2 separate regions of the Mus musculus genome follow, and region 1 is linked to region 2. Evidence: chromatin contacts called from public HiCAR-type data. All regions are on one chromosome and are shown on one strand. The core of a region is the stretch at or near the end of the contact, and the rest is flanking DNA. Distances in the headings are between cores, read along the strand shown.

Evidence for each region. HiCAR-type assays count read pairs that join an accessible place to other places.
Region 1: a HiCAR-type map of fibro-adipogenic progenitors shows a contact between it and region 2, with 4 times the contacts expected there. The contact joins two enhancer-like sites. A contact is called at or near these places in 1 of 484 Hi-C or Micro-C datasets (adipose-derived mesenchymal stem cells) and 2 of 115 datasets of contacts at active chromatin or transcription factors (embryonic fibroblasts and fibro-adipogenic progenitors).

The regions. Positions count from the first base shown.
Region 1 is chr6:117,604,913-117,612,059 of GRCm38.p6, forward strand. No RefSeq gene overlaps it. Among named protein-coding and RNA genes, the nearest start is that of Gm9946, 49 kb to the left of the region's middle. Within about 2 kb of position 4,764, at least 26 of the 459 cell types and tissues checked have an H3K27ac peak or open chromatin away from gene starts, as enhancers often do. A contact at or near this core is called in fibro-adipogenic progenitors, where this site is marked.
Region 2 is chr6:117,065,215-117,072,909 of GRCm38.p6, forward strand. No RefSeq gene overlaps it. Among named protein-coding and RNA genes, the nearest start is that of 2810048H02Rik, 83 kb to the right of the region's middle. Within about 2 kb of position 6,262, at least 36 of the 459 cell types and tissues checked have an H3K27ac peak or open chromatin away from gene starts, as enhancers often do. A contact at or near this core is called in fibro-adipogenic progenitors, where this site is marked.

The DNA.
Region 1 (7,147 bases), core at 3,514-6,013, 540 kb after region 2:
ACTCCAGTCTCCAGTGTATGGCTCAGACCAGATTTCTGTCTTGCATAGTACTATGTACCTCTGACTCAGAGTTCACCTCTAACCTGAGGTCCATTGTAGGCCAGGTTATACAATACTGGCCCACAACACCTGCTCTGGATTCCCAATGTGAGTCATACAGAAAGGGACTTGGCACTGCCCGACTGCTGAGTCAGAACAACTCTTCACCTTCCCCGTGCCCCTGCTATCTGTGGCTTCTGTTCCTCCCTCCATCCCTCTCTCCATTCCTCCCTCCTCTCTTCCTGTCTCCAGCATCTTAAAATTGCATTCCTGTATGTACAGTGCAAACTGACGAGGCCCTCTTTATCTGAAGCTGTGATCCTGACCCTCGGCTGTTGCTCTCATGATTCGAGAACATTTCCCAGTCAGGGCTGAGCCCACTGGAATGGGCTCCAGGCTGCATCCTGCTTTAAGGTTTCTTTCTACTGCAGCTAGCGAGGCTACACTGTCACCTACTTTGTAAGACTGCTGCTCTTCAATTATCCCTGATTCAGTCCCCCACAGACTTTGGGGGCCTGTGCATGGCTGTCACCCACTATCTCCATACGTTTATCATAAAAGAAGCTTCAACATCCATGTCAGTCACACTCAGGAGCCCACGACAGCCAGGGTCCTGGAAGAGGTGTCAGAAGGAGGTCTATGGGGCTAATTAACAATCTGTCACCTCCCTCTTCTGATGAGAACCACTGAGAGCTGATCTCAGCAGAACACAGGGATGTAACCCAGTCGCTCTAAGGATGCTCCCACAGTGGCCAGTAGGTCATCAGAACGTATTCATCTTAGAATGTTTCCTGTGGGAAGCTTTAGCTTAGCTAGAAGAGCGAGGAAGAGGAAAAGATGAATTGCAGGAGTTACTCAGCATGCTAAGGCACTGGGCTTTTTCCACCTCTCAACGTGCTGAATGTAATCCATTTCTCCAGACAAGCCATTCGTGGCTAAAAATAGGACCATGTCTCATGGGCATTTTTTTTTTACTTTATCTCCCTCTGCAACCATCACAGCACTAGGTCTGCCAGCCCTTGGTGCCCCATGCCTGGAAGCATGGTCTAATTTTCCTCTTCCCTGTGGCTCTCTGGTTCCTTGGAGTGGTTAAGTTTAAAAAGGGGCTGCTTACAAAGACTTATGAACAACTGAAGAGGTTCTCATGGCTCCACAGAGCTGCCTCAGAATGTACTTCTGTGTAAGACAGAAGGACAAACTCCATGGCCTGTGATGTCCTGGAGACTGTATCTAAGAAAGGGGAGTAAGGAACAAAGGATCCCTATCCAAGGTTAGAAACAAGCAAAACGTGTACAGGACGGAAACCCTTGGAGCCATGCTATAACATCACACAGCCTGCAAAGGCAGAACCGGATACCACACAGCCTATCCGCATCCAAACCCTGACCCCATCTATACTGCTCCTCTGCCTCTCTGGGTCCATCATGTTCTGTTGAGAGCACTTCACGCCCAAGATCTGATGGAAGGTGATGGAAGCAAGCCAGCTGGGGGGAAGATGACACCGTTGCTGTGTAAACACCAGCTCTACACCACCCAGACAAGGTACAGCCCTAGCCACATGAGGCAAGCTGACATCAACATATAAACATCATCTGTGTACTAGTTGGACCCTGGAACAAACAATAGGGTGCCATAGGCATCCAGTCATCAGTGCAAGAATGGAAAGATAAGGTCAAAGCCGACCCTCAAGGGTGCACATAGTAAGGAGCATGATGAACCTGGCCTACAATCGTACACAAGTGCTAAGGAAAAGCATGAGATCTATGGTCCTCTCTGGCTCTGCAGGCTCTGAATCAAGTTGCAGGTAGAGCATTGATGCTATTATCATAGTTCTTAGTGTTAGAGACTTACAAGTCGAACATTAGAAATATATGCCAGTCCATCCAAGCACACTGTATTAAAAAGTACGTGTCAGGAGCCTGAGGATGACGATGGGGGGTATCAGAATGAGCCAGGTTTTCAGAGGAAGGCCTCCCTACATACTGGTTACATCACACCTGTGAGTGGAAATGAGCAGCCTGGCCTTGTTGGACAGTAACAAGGGCTTCTCAGACAATCAGAGAGCAAGTGTCTTATCTGATACATAGGCAGCCAGGCCTCGGCAACAGAGGCAAGTTGCTTCAGGAGTCTAGGAGGTGTTGATCTGTGTGACACTGAGTAGTCCCATGGGTAGGAACACCCTTCTACCCAGCCCTGGCTTATCTCCAAGTCTCCAGCTTTTTAAAGCCGAAACAATGACAATTCTGACCCTTGTTGTTTCCTAAGAACACTTATGGGACAAAGTCAGTGCCGCAGTAAACAGCTTGGGAGCCAAAAGTCTCTGGCTCCAGCGAGCATGTCAGGAATGATTCATCTGATGAGAATTCTCTTTCTAAAGAGAGAAAGTCGGGTTAAACAAGGCCCTGCACACAGTGGCCTTCCTGTAGCAAACAAATCCCAACCAGATCCATCAGACCAGGTGAGGGCATGCTCACCCACCAAGCCCACCTACGGCTGATGTGTCTGTGAGCTCAGACTTACAAATGAGAAGAGAAAGATGATAATGAAGAAAATGGAGGAGGAGGAGGAGGAGAAGGAGGAAGGTGGAGGGGAGGAGGAAAGAGGAGAGTGATGAGGAGCAAGATGAGGAGGTGGTGGAGAAGGAGAAGGAAGAAGATGAAGAGGAGGAGAAGGAGGAGGAAGAAGATGAAGAGGAGGAGGAAGGAAGAGAGTGGTAAGGAGGAGGAGGTGGAGGGGGCAGAAGAGGAAGAGGAGGAGGTGATGATGGTGGCAACAGTAATGATAATTATGATAGAAGTGCATTTATCAAAAAATGTTCACAGCCTTGCCTATAGTCTAATGGTGGCATTCTCTCAATTTTGGTTCCTTCTTCCCAAATTACTCCATCTTGTGTCAAGTTGACAAAACTAACCCACACACCAACACTGTCTCAGAAGAGCAATAGGTCAATGGCATCTAGTTCTCCATAGGGCAGAGTAAGGAGAAGGGATGCCTTCAGGGGATGGGGAATCACATGGGCCCAGGAGGAAGCAATAGAAAAGCCATTGCCTGAAGGAGAGCCTGGTGCTGGGAAGCAGAATCTAGAGAACAGAATTATGGCCACCAAGATTTGGGCAACAATTAGAGCTGTGCCTTGGTATTCGTGGGTGACTAATTCCAGGACCCCCTTACAGGTGCCAAAAATCTAAAGACTATGGCTTTTCATAAGTGTCCCCCAGAAAGTGCATATTATGAAGGTTTAGTCCGCATCATATTGTGACCAAGCAGGACCTACTAAAGGGAATTAGGTCACTGGAGTTGTGCCCTTAAAGGTGGTATTTGAACCCTAAGTCAATCTCTCTCTTCTCCTCCCCTCCTCTCTCTCTCTCTCTCCCTCTCTCCCTCTGTATTTGCCATGAGGTGAACAATTTTCTTCCTCCACATGCTACTACTATCATATGCTGCTTGCCACAGGATTAAAACAACCAATTACAGCATGAAGTTGAAACTTCCGAATCCATGAGCCAAAATAAACCTTTCTTCCTAAGTTTCTTACCTCAGATATTTTGTTACAGTGATGGAAAGCTGACTGACACACTGAGAAGAAATCTCATATAAAATAAGGCTCTGTCTGTATATAGCCTGCACACATTCTCATATGCTCTAACTCATCTCTAAATGGCTTACAGTGCCTAAAACAATGCAAATGTTAGATAACGTTTTACTATAATGTAATTTATTAAGAGAATAGCAATAAGGAAGAAAGTCTATCTCTGTTGTGTATAGATAGTATAGACAGCATTTTTTTTTTCATTGATTTTGATCAGAATGTGATTGAATGCACAGATGCTGAACCCATGGATATTAGGACCTGATGTGAAAGTTTCTGATTTCTTTAAAAACTCACTTGTGTCACGTGATGTTTTTCTGGATGCTGTCTTATAAGAGGGCATCTGATGCTTTGCTGAAAACAGACACTTGAGAGAGCATGTGATGTTTAGATGCATTGTAATGATTCAGTGGTCTTCACTGGTCTTCACTGGTCTTCACTGGCCTTCACTGGCCCTGCAATGCTTCGCTGATCTTCTCTGACCTTCACTTCATAGAGAGAAATGCACCAAAGAACTTCTTGTGGTATTTCAGTTGATACTGGCTGCTTCCGCTGAAGAGTGGAATCGCCTCCAAGAACTACTTCTAAACAGGTCCACAGACCCCTTTTTCTATTACCCTTCTTTCTCTCCCACCTCTGGTCAGTAGGCTAGAAAGGAAGTCCTGACTTGTCTTGTCATGCTGGCCTCCCTATCCTGACCATCCTCCATTGCACCCAAATCCTACACAAGAACCCTACATCATCCTCATCTGCTCTGTATTTCCCTTGCCATGGTTTGTATCGCTTTCAGGTTTGCTCTATAATTTGTGAATCATATCAATTACTGGATGGCTGTCTGCCCCCTGTCCTACCCCACCCTCAGCTTAAGTGTTCTGCAGTCACAGGGGAGCAGGAACCATTGCCCGGCTCCCCATCTCCATCCCAGTACCTTGGGCCATGCCTGGCACATAGTAGGAGTACTGAAGGATGTGAGCTGACTTGGACCTGAGCAGGCCAACCTGGTGGTCTGCACGCCCACTCTCTGCTCTCGGCTGGTAATTGTTCAGCTGCAGCAATCCGGGCAGCTTCCCCACACAGACTCAGACCCAGCCCTCTGTCCAGACATGGATCTCCCTTCACCACTGATTGGAACCAGATGGGGTCTCAGCTGTAATACAATTGAGCACTGACTTCAGCAAAGTAAGTGAATTACCAAAATGTAGTCATTATAATCCATCTTCATCTTAGCGACACACTTGGCAAGCTATAATGAACCAGGACTTAAAAAGTGAATGGGAATTTGCTGAGCTCTCGGCTCTGCCCACAGGACCCAAAGCTGGCAGAGTTGTCATGTCTCTTGAGCTATTAAATGAGATGATGAGCACTTCTACCCACACACTCGGCCTTCATATACCTACTAGCCCAAGAGAGGGCTCTGTGATCACTCACCCTAAAACACCAGACTTGGGCAGACCTAGAAGGTCATGGAAACAAATTCCATCTGCTTGAAACCCATACCAGTCAATCACAGCTACTACTCTTCCAAGCTGTACCAATGCCTGCTTTCCCTACTCCCATCCCAGATGTCCCACACACAGAGCAGATCAGTCAGCCTAAAAGCAGCACAGCCCAAGCACGCCACAAAAGGCACTGAGCCCACACTGGACTCCCACCCAGGGCTTCTGACCACCAAGCTCTGAATCCCAGGGGAGAGCACCGAGTGAAACGCAAGGGTGCCGGGTCCAAGTCTACTCACTCATCAGTCTTATCAGCATTAAAAGAGACAGGGCCAGACACTATTGCTTCCCAGCGTAATGTAACAGGAAGTGCCTAGCAGAGATATAACATGCTCTTGCCAGAAAAAGAACCTGAATTTAATCAAGCCTTAGATATGACTACCAGTTTTCAGGAAGTATGGAAGATAAAAACACTTCAAGAAGAGATCAGTCAGCTAAATGTCCCTACAGGACAAGGCTGCATAACCCAGTTTCCCCGAGTAAACGCATAATAAAGACCCTGTCTACATCCTGTCTTTCACCCACAAAAGAACGCTTTCAATGGGATATGTCTGTTCGGTGTTAATGGTTGCTGTATCGGGTGTGAAAATAATACGATGGGGCAATTTAAATCCTCTTCTGTATGCAACCCATAATGATGGATTATGGGGAAAATATGGTGTCTAGAATTTCAAAATACTTCAGAGGAAAATAAGGACTAGATGAAGTCAGAACGGCCAAAGTGCTGATAATCGCTGAAGCTGGGAGACAGACAAGAGGTTGCACTTGCTCTTTGGTCTGCTCTGTATATTTAACAGTTCCCACCGAGCTGGCTAAAAGAACAAACAGCGTCTGGGAGTCAAACCTTTAACAATAAAAGCAACAGCCCCACTTGACTTAGATGCAGTCAAACATGTCCCCTGAAAGCTTTTCTATTACAAGAGACAGAGTGCATGATTTAGGAGTTCTCACAAGCTTCCCAGGCACATCCCAGGAAATCCAAAAGGAAGATGACCCCGTGAGAAGAATACACAGTTTGAGAAGAGTTATACGTTGTAGAATGTAAGATATTTAAACGCATATAATGAGTAGGGAAGTGCTTATAAAAATACATAGCATAAAAATACTAACATTATCATTAAGTTTGTAATTTTATAAATTGATGAGAGAGAATAATAACCCCCTCCCCCAAAAGTGGGCAAGAGGCACCCAAGCAGAGAGACCCAAGAAGAACAAGGAAAACTACCCGGAAGTCAATGAGTAGAAGGGAAGAAACAAAAGAGCTGATCACTTGGAATAGAATCATCACATGTTGAAAAAGATGCCAAGGCTCCCACACCTTGACAAGGTGAGCACGTAAAAGAACACCCCTTAGTCTCCTGTGGGTGATAACTCAAGGGCACAGTTCCGCATCCCTGCTGTGTTGTGTGGTTCGTGTTCTCTACACATCTGCAGTACAGGCTGCAGAGTCACACTGTGCACGGTCCTTCTGGCGTGGGTTTGTGCGTCATCTAGAGTAAGAGTAAAGGCAGATCTTCCTCATGGAGGAGCCAGTCGCCACTGAGGACTGTGAGCTGCCCGTGCCAGCAGAAGGCTTGAATCCTGACGCTGGCCCTATGCAATCATAATTCGACTTCCTTCCTGTTCTATAAATGGAAACTTTGCACCTTCAGTCTGTAGCTTCCAGGAAACTGGAAGAGACATAGACCTTTGTTTGGGCTAATGTGTAAAAAGCAACTTGTTAGAAACCTGATTTGCCAGATAGGTAATACTAAAATCATTGTTTAAAACTTGGTTTTCATCAGTCATGCCACAGCTTCTAAGTCTCCAAATCTTAATCTACATGGTGGTCAACACCTTTGGTCCAAACACTAATTTTTAATCCCCAATGGCAAGTGCCTCACATGCCAGGTGTTCTAAGATGAATTCTTAGATTTTTCCAGAAGATCGATGTTCTCAGACCCAGGTTTGCTATAGGATTTACCTTGTGGAGAGAAAATTCAGAGCTCATGAGCTGAGCAGTCTGTGGCTCAGTTCACGCCTG
Region 2 (7,695 bases), core at 5,012-7,511:
TTGTGCCATGCACAAGCTGTATAGCTCTGTGACACTCTTACCCCTGACCTTGAAGCCTATCAGTCACTCCATCTGTCAGCTCCCTTCTGGTGGCCTGCTCATGCCTACCACACACTCCTCATCCAGTAACAGAGCTGGTTGAAGTACCCAGTACCCCAGGGACGCTGTTCCACCTAGTGGGTCTAAATAAGACTGATTCTGGCCATTGCTTCATTGAGAAGTCTTTTCTTCCATTCCAGGTTGCAGTGTTGGGTTCCCGTGGACACTCATCAGTATCCCCTTAGGCCTCCAGACATGGTGATGGGTGTCCTGTCACCATAAACTGTGAGGAAGCAGGGAGTCATCCAACCCGGCAGGCTACTGCCAAGTCCTGGTGCTAACCTGGCTGAATACCTTCCCAGGCTTCTGTGGCACTTGGCTGAGACACAGCCTGCCCCAACCCAGTCCGTAAACCAGGCAGCTGCAGCAAGCAAGACACACCAGCAAGAACTGGGGGATCCTTCCTCTCTCACCACACTTCACATTCCTGACTTCCTGACTATATAACTATATGCCTTGTACTATGTAGAAAGCAGACTCCAAGTGGCTATCCTTTCAGTGGTCTGAGCAGGAAAAAAAAAAAAAAAAAAAAAAAAAAGCCTGTCAGCTGCTAGTGTAAGCACACATTTGGAACTTACTACAATGAGAAACTGATTTTGTGACTAGGCACTGCAGTTTTAGGTTTTATGCACAATGACACATACTGTTACATTTTCATCTCGTGGGCTTCTGAAGCATCCAAGATTCTTGATTCAAAAGGCCGTGCTTGGCTCCTGGCCCTTGAGTTACCCTTTCATCTAGTGTGGGCCTCCCCTGGCTATTTCTCTCCCTTCCTCTGCAGGATTGTTCCCCACACAGGCCTGAGGACTCCTGAGGTGGGTGGCAAGACATGCTGTAGCTGCCCTGGACCGGGGTGTGTAGTGTCTCCCCTGAGTCCCAGCACTGATGCCTATGGCGGCAGGGTTGGCTGTGATGAGCATTTTAGATAAATGGAAAATGTACAGCCCTGTACGTGGGATGTGAAGACATATTTATGTGATGTTTTGTGGACGTTTTCCAGTATCAGAAAGTGACTCAAGGCTCAGTTCCATAATGGGGAGCCATTAAACATCTGGCTATGACTAGGTGCCCTCGGAAGCAACAGTTGAATTCCAACAGGAATAAATCCTGACAGAGGACCAATGGCGCTTCCTCCTCAAACCCAGCTCATCCTTACCCAGCACATGTGCCTTGAAGAAGAGAGATTTCTGGAATACATGGGTATGCAAATCAGTCCTGAGTTAAGGTTTAGGTAAAATGTTGTTTCCCCAGAGGCCATGGTCAGATCTGCAATGGTTTTCCCTCCGAAACTCATGCTGAAACATGTCTGCCAGTGTGGAAGCATTGGGGCCACCAGTCATGGAGGCAGAGCCATCTCGAGTGAAGCTTTTCTTATGGGCATAGCTGGGCTTCCATGAGATCCCTTCTCTGTGTCTTTCATACACACACACACACACACACACACACACACACACACACACACACACACGCACACATGCACATGCACACATTCAGATGCATGTCACTGCTGCTTTTCACTGAGTCAAAACAACACGAGGACCTCAACAGAAGCCTAGAAAATGCAAAAACCATTTGATTTTCTTGGTCTTCCCAGCTTCCAGATTATTAGCCAAACTAAACCTCTTATTTTTATAACTTGCCTATTCAATGTCAGCAAACCCTGTTACAGTAACCAAAAGTGGGCTAAGAAAAAGCTCATTTGACTTGAGCCTCTTCCAAGGGTGAGCTTGCCAGTGTTGTGTATGCAGTGGTGCTCCAAGCACATTGTTCTGGTGCAACAACTCCTTAAGGACTTTTGGCTAGAGTCTTGTCTCTGAACATCTCACAAGCAGCTTTTCCTTAATTACTGCAAGCATTGACTCCCGCAGAAGCCTGCAAGATGCTGTCCAGTCTCATGCTCTGTGCAGATGGATCCCAGGCTAGAATAGAGCTTGGGGGTGGTCAGAATCCCTGATCCAGGCTCCTAAAGCGACCCTGCACCATCAACACAGGAAGAGCTGGCTGAAGGGGAAAACTTCAGTCTGGAAGGTACTCACTCTAGCTCCCGAGAGAAGCAACTACCTAAGACCCGCCAGCATTGAGCTGTAAGGATGAAGGTGAAGGAGTAGTATGTCTACCTTTTGGGGCACTCTGAATAAAGCCTACTTCACAGAAAAATTTAACCCGAAGCCCCTGGATATACCACAATGGGATGCAAATGACCTGGTAACCAAGTGCCAAGCATAGTGTAAAGACCACCATCCAGCTCCATCTTTCTCCAGAGGAGCTGAGAGGGGGTTGGGGAAAGAAGGCTAGACCCAAGTCAGAGCCATAGCCCAGCTTGCTCCACACCAGTACATACAAAACGCCCCTGGGCTATCAGTGCCCTGGAGTGGGGGTGCACCGAGTTTTCACCACAATCAAAATCTAATGAACTCCTCCAGGCTCTGCCAAACCATGTAGGCATCTGGAAAGAATTGTGGGCTCAGCTGGGAACTATGCTTAAAACGACCTTTTCCTGTAACATGCTGCTTTCTAAAATGGCACATCATGGCCGTCTGAGTCTGATTTTTTAGGGGCTGACGTTTTCTCAAATTCACACTGACTAGGAAGGAAAGGGAAAGATGCAGTGTCAAGGAGCTCAAAGTGCAGAGAAGCACAGCCTGTCCCCAGCAACTATCCCAGCAGCAGGCAGTGGAGATGCCACCCTTCCCGAGCAGAAGCCCAGGTCTGACAGGGCTCCCAGTGGGTGCCTGTATACTTTCAGACCTGCCAATTGGCCTTGTGCTTAACACACAAACACAATGTACTCTGGTGCTGCTGCCTTCAGTTAAGAGAGATGGCTCATGTTTCCTCCCTTAGACTAGCAGCTGTACAGAGAGAGGCTAACATTCCTGAGGGATGAACGTGCAGAAAGAAAGGCCTATAGAAGGACCATAAATTACCGAGAGGTCAGAAGATAGTGTCAAATGGGATCTTCCTTTTCATGGTGAATCGCCTGTTGACCCATCAGGATGGATAGATGGAGAGCCAACGATGATGGCTAAGTGTTGGACTTTGTTGCTAGCCTATGGTATTAGGTACGAGTTCTGAACTTATAATCTCAACGTAGAGTGATATTTTTTTCTTTTTACACAACTCCATCAAAGTGGAGAGGCATCTGTACTCCTCCCTAGCTGTTGGGGTTCTGCCTCTCACATGCACATACACAGCAGGCGTTTACTTCTCCCTCCACAGTGGTCCCCACAGTCACATATCTGACGATCATTCTGGGTCCCACATTGAGCACTGAGACATGCTGAAGGAAATGCATTACATTTCTCTATGATGGCTGTGGATATTTGCCGAGACTACAGCTCCCCAGCTCTCACTTCCATAGTCTCGTACGTTTTCTTGACCATCTTCCTTCTCTCTGGGGAGTGTATCCCAAGTTCCTGGAAGGCGCTGATCTTGTGAACTTCTCCGTTGCCCAGGCACACAGCCTGCTCAGCTCAGGAGTGTGTGTCAATCTGTCTGGGTCTGTGTATATTGTATGTCAAGCCCATGTCAGCTGGTGCTGCCCCAACAACCTCTCTTACCTACCACACTTCTGTAAACCCCCTTCCTTCTAGAGCAGCAGTGCAGTTGTGTCTCCCACACCTTCCTAGAGCATGTCTCTGTGAGGGCTATGCCACCCCTAGGGAGCCCATCGTGAGATCTCATCTGCTAAGCTGTAACTTCACCAGGCCATGTGTTCTCAGTTCAATTCCCTCCCCAAGAAAGGGGACCCTAGCTTTCTCCACCATGGTGCCTCCATCAGAAGCAATTGCATCTGCAGGAACCACTTAGTGGGGTACAGAGCCTCTCATCCCCTTGGGGTCTTGGGTGTACTGAGAACCTGCTGCTCAGCCTCCCGTGTGTCTGTCATAAACTGTGCTTATTTCATGCCTGAAAAGTCCTATGACTGACAGGTAACAATCTCATTGTGACAGTTGTGATGGTTTGTATATGCTTGGCCCAGGGAGTGGCACTATTAGGAGGTGTGGCCCTGTTGGAGTAGGTGTGTCACTGTAGGTGTGAGCTTTAAGACCCTCATCCTAGCTGCCTGAAAGCCAATATTCTGCTAGCAGCCTTCAGATGAAGATGTAGAATTCTTAGCTCCATGTGCACTGTGCCTGCCTGGATGCTGCCATGTTCCTACCTTGATGATAATGGACTGAACCTTGGAACCTGTAAACCAGCCCTAATTAAATGTTATTCTTATAAGAATTACCTTGGTCATGGTGTCTGCTCACAGAAATAAAACCCTAACTATGACAGTAGGCATTAAGTCTACTGGGCCCCTGAGATGATACCACACTGTCCCCTTCCTGTCATGACAGGAGTTCTTCAGGCTAGAGATAGGTTTTCATTTCCATCTCCCTTCCAGCCATTTGTACCCTTCATGACTGAACATCCTCCTTCCTCAAAACTCCAGGGAAACATTTGGTGTTCCAGATACTTTAAGCAAATTCTCCAGACAGGGAAGGACCTGTCCTTTGACCACACTGGAAGGTTTTCCATCCTACCTCAGGCACTGTGTTTTTTATATGTCCTTTCCTCCTGATTTTCTCCCTGTAGAGGGCTGACAGTTCTAGATAGCAAACTCTTCTCCCCGTTTTCAGTATAGCTTTTAACCTAAGCTTAACCAGCTAGTGTGTCTGCGCCCTGGAGAAAGTTGGTCAACTTCTCTAGGTCTCTACCACTGAATGGAATAGCCAATACCTGCCCGCCTCACAGTGGTTTCTGAGAATTATGGAGAAGCAGTGAAAGCATCCTGGGCTTCATGATGCTACCGTGCATAGTGACATTGATGCCATACATTCAGGGACTTCTGGGCCACCACAGCTTCACAGTCCCCCATTCCCATGAGTCTGTGCTACAACTTGACAAATGTTTGAGAACTTTTTGATGAAAATACCCTCAAAATGTGTACAGTGGGAGGGATCTGAAGTGTGCTTCTGTGGCACCTGTGCTTCCTGTCACTTGTCCCCAGGCTTCATCCCAGCACTTACTGCCCTCCCACTAGACACCTGCCTTCCTGTAGCAGGGACCACCATGTTCTAAAAAAAGCCTTAGTGGATTCCGTGTGCCACTTGTAAAGGCACCATCTAAAGCCAGGCTCACCCTCTACCCGTCTAAGTTCTTTTCTATCCTTTCATTAAATATGGCATGAATTTCATGTGACACGCCCTTCCTGTGTCTAAGAACAATACCATAATAGCCTAAAATTTTTAGTCTCTGGAAAATTCTGAAGAATGTTGCCAGGTTCAAAACTGGCATTTTTTTTCCTTTGAGTGCTATCTATCAGTTCTGGACATTTGTCTTGCCATGTCTCATCAATACTGTATTTACCTAGTGCTCACACTGGATTAGATATGATTTTTTAGTTATTTATTTTCTTTTATGTGTGTGGCTGTTCTGCTAGCATCTATGGGTGTACAGTATGTTCATACAATTCCTCAGATGCCAGAGAGGGCACTGGATCTCCAGAAACTGGAGTTCTAGGTGGTTGGGGACCACCATGTGGGTAGTGGGAACCAAACTCAGATCCTTTGCAAAGGCAGGAAATTCAATCACTCAAGCTCCCAAGATAATAGAACTGTAAAAAGAGAAAAAGTAAAGTGAGACTAAAACGATAGGCTACCCCATTATAGGCTTCTCTTCTTTGTACATATGACAGACAGTAAGAATATTCAGGAAATTGACTTGTCAGAGGATATTTAATAATAACACAAGAGTATACATGTTGAAAACTGAATAGAATTTCATTTAGGAAAGAAATTTCCTGGAAGCACACAAGACCGTGTGTGCCTGCTGTACAAGCAAACATGATGAGGACACGGTGGGAGCCTGGAGCTTAAACAGCTCGCAGCCTAATGGCATCTGATCTCCATGAGCTAAACCTATGGGTGCTTGGACCCATGCAGCCTGCTCTATGCCTGTCCACTGGGTGAAGCCCATGCATGCTTGGAGAAAGTCAGAGCTGGCAGCTACAAAAGAAGAGCAGTATTGATTTACTTATTTTGACTCCCATTCAAAAGCAACAACCACAAAATAAAAGTCACTTGGCAAAAATGGAGTGAGTGAGGAGGAGAGCTGACCTCCTAAAACAAGGATGTGATGAGCCATGTTTACTCACAGACCATCTGCAGGGCTGTCACAGCGAGGATGGGATGCTGAGCGCCAAACTGATGTTGCGTGGGCGTCACTTGAACATTTGTCTCTCTGGGCAACAGAGAGTAGTAACAGATTGTTCCGATTGAGACAAACCTTTCCCCTACTTTTTTGCCCAGTAACTTGCTTAAGTTGACACGTTTGTTGTTTCTCCTACACTTGACAATGACATCTGGGGAACACTCATTATTCTCAATATTTAATGTAGAATTAATGCTGAATTAATTAAAGTTGTGCTTCAGGCAGCTTTACTTATCTCCTCTAACAATAGCCTCTCCGGCTGCCATCTGACTCACTCAGGGTGGAAATCAACAGACACTTAGTGCATCACTGATACAGAAAAAGTGAAGACAGGGAATTGCACTCCCAATTCCCACCAATGGGCTATCAGCGTTGTCCTCTCTACATGTAGTTTTTGCGGACTCTGAACGCCATCCCCATGACTTTGCTTCTTGGAAGTGTGGGTGCTGTGCAGAAAGGATGTCAGGAATGTGTTTAGCAGATCATCATGAAAGACTTCTAGGGAGACTTGAGAAACAGTTATCCTAGCACAGGGACTGTGAACAGTCAGAGGCAGCCTCCTGAGGAGAAAGGATGACGTCAAGAACTCTAAGGGGGAAAAAAGTGATTCATGGAGTCACTGGGAAATAAATGGTCTTAACCACCCACCTTCTGAGAGAGTGACTCGACGGATCGTGCTGGATACCATGATGAGAAGTGACATCGGTGTTCATGATCTTCCCTGAAGAAAAGTAAAATGATTGAAATGGTGAATATATTATTTGCTAGTTGTGCTTTAAAAACGCCATCAGAGCTGTTACATCGTTTGTTCTTTGAAGCATCTTGAGAAGCAGACAGTTTTATTTCCAGTTCAGACAGAAGGAGAATAATAAAAGGAAAATGTTGAGTTTCTCCAGCGGGCAAGTCAAAGCTCGCACACAGACTGTGTCTACATCCTTCTCAGCCACTGTCTGTAACTTGAGTCTCGATCATTACCTCATTGGCTTGTTGTGAAACAAGTAATTAAAACAATGCCTAGAACTTACTGGATGATGCACTGTGGGCTTCTATTATAGTAGAACTGTTAAAAACTGTTCTGTGAGGTTAATTTAACTTGAACAGACTACTCCAAAAACACACTGCCAATGCAGGTAGTGCATACATTAAGGCTAAAATCTAAGCTCGTCTCAGGATCAAAAGAGAGCTCTGGGGAGATAGAAAATCTCTTGGGTTTTGCTCTTCCATCCCAAAGATAATAAAATTTTTCTTAAATGTCAGTGTAGTTACAAGTCTACTCACAATGGGCTATTGCTGCTTGTAATTGAGAAAAACTAGAGTGACCACATGCTGTCAGTAAATAAGTGATACAATAAGCCCAGGTCCAGTCACAAATAGACCCATCAGAAGCACCAGGAAATGGTG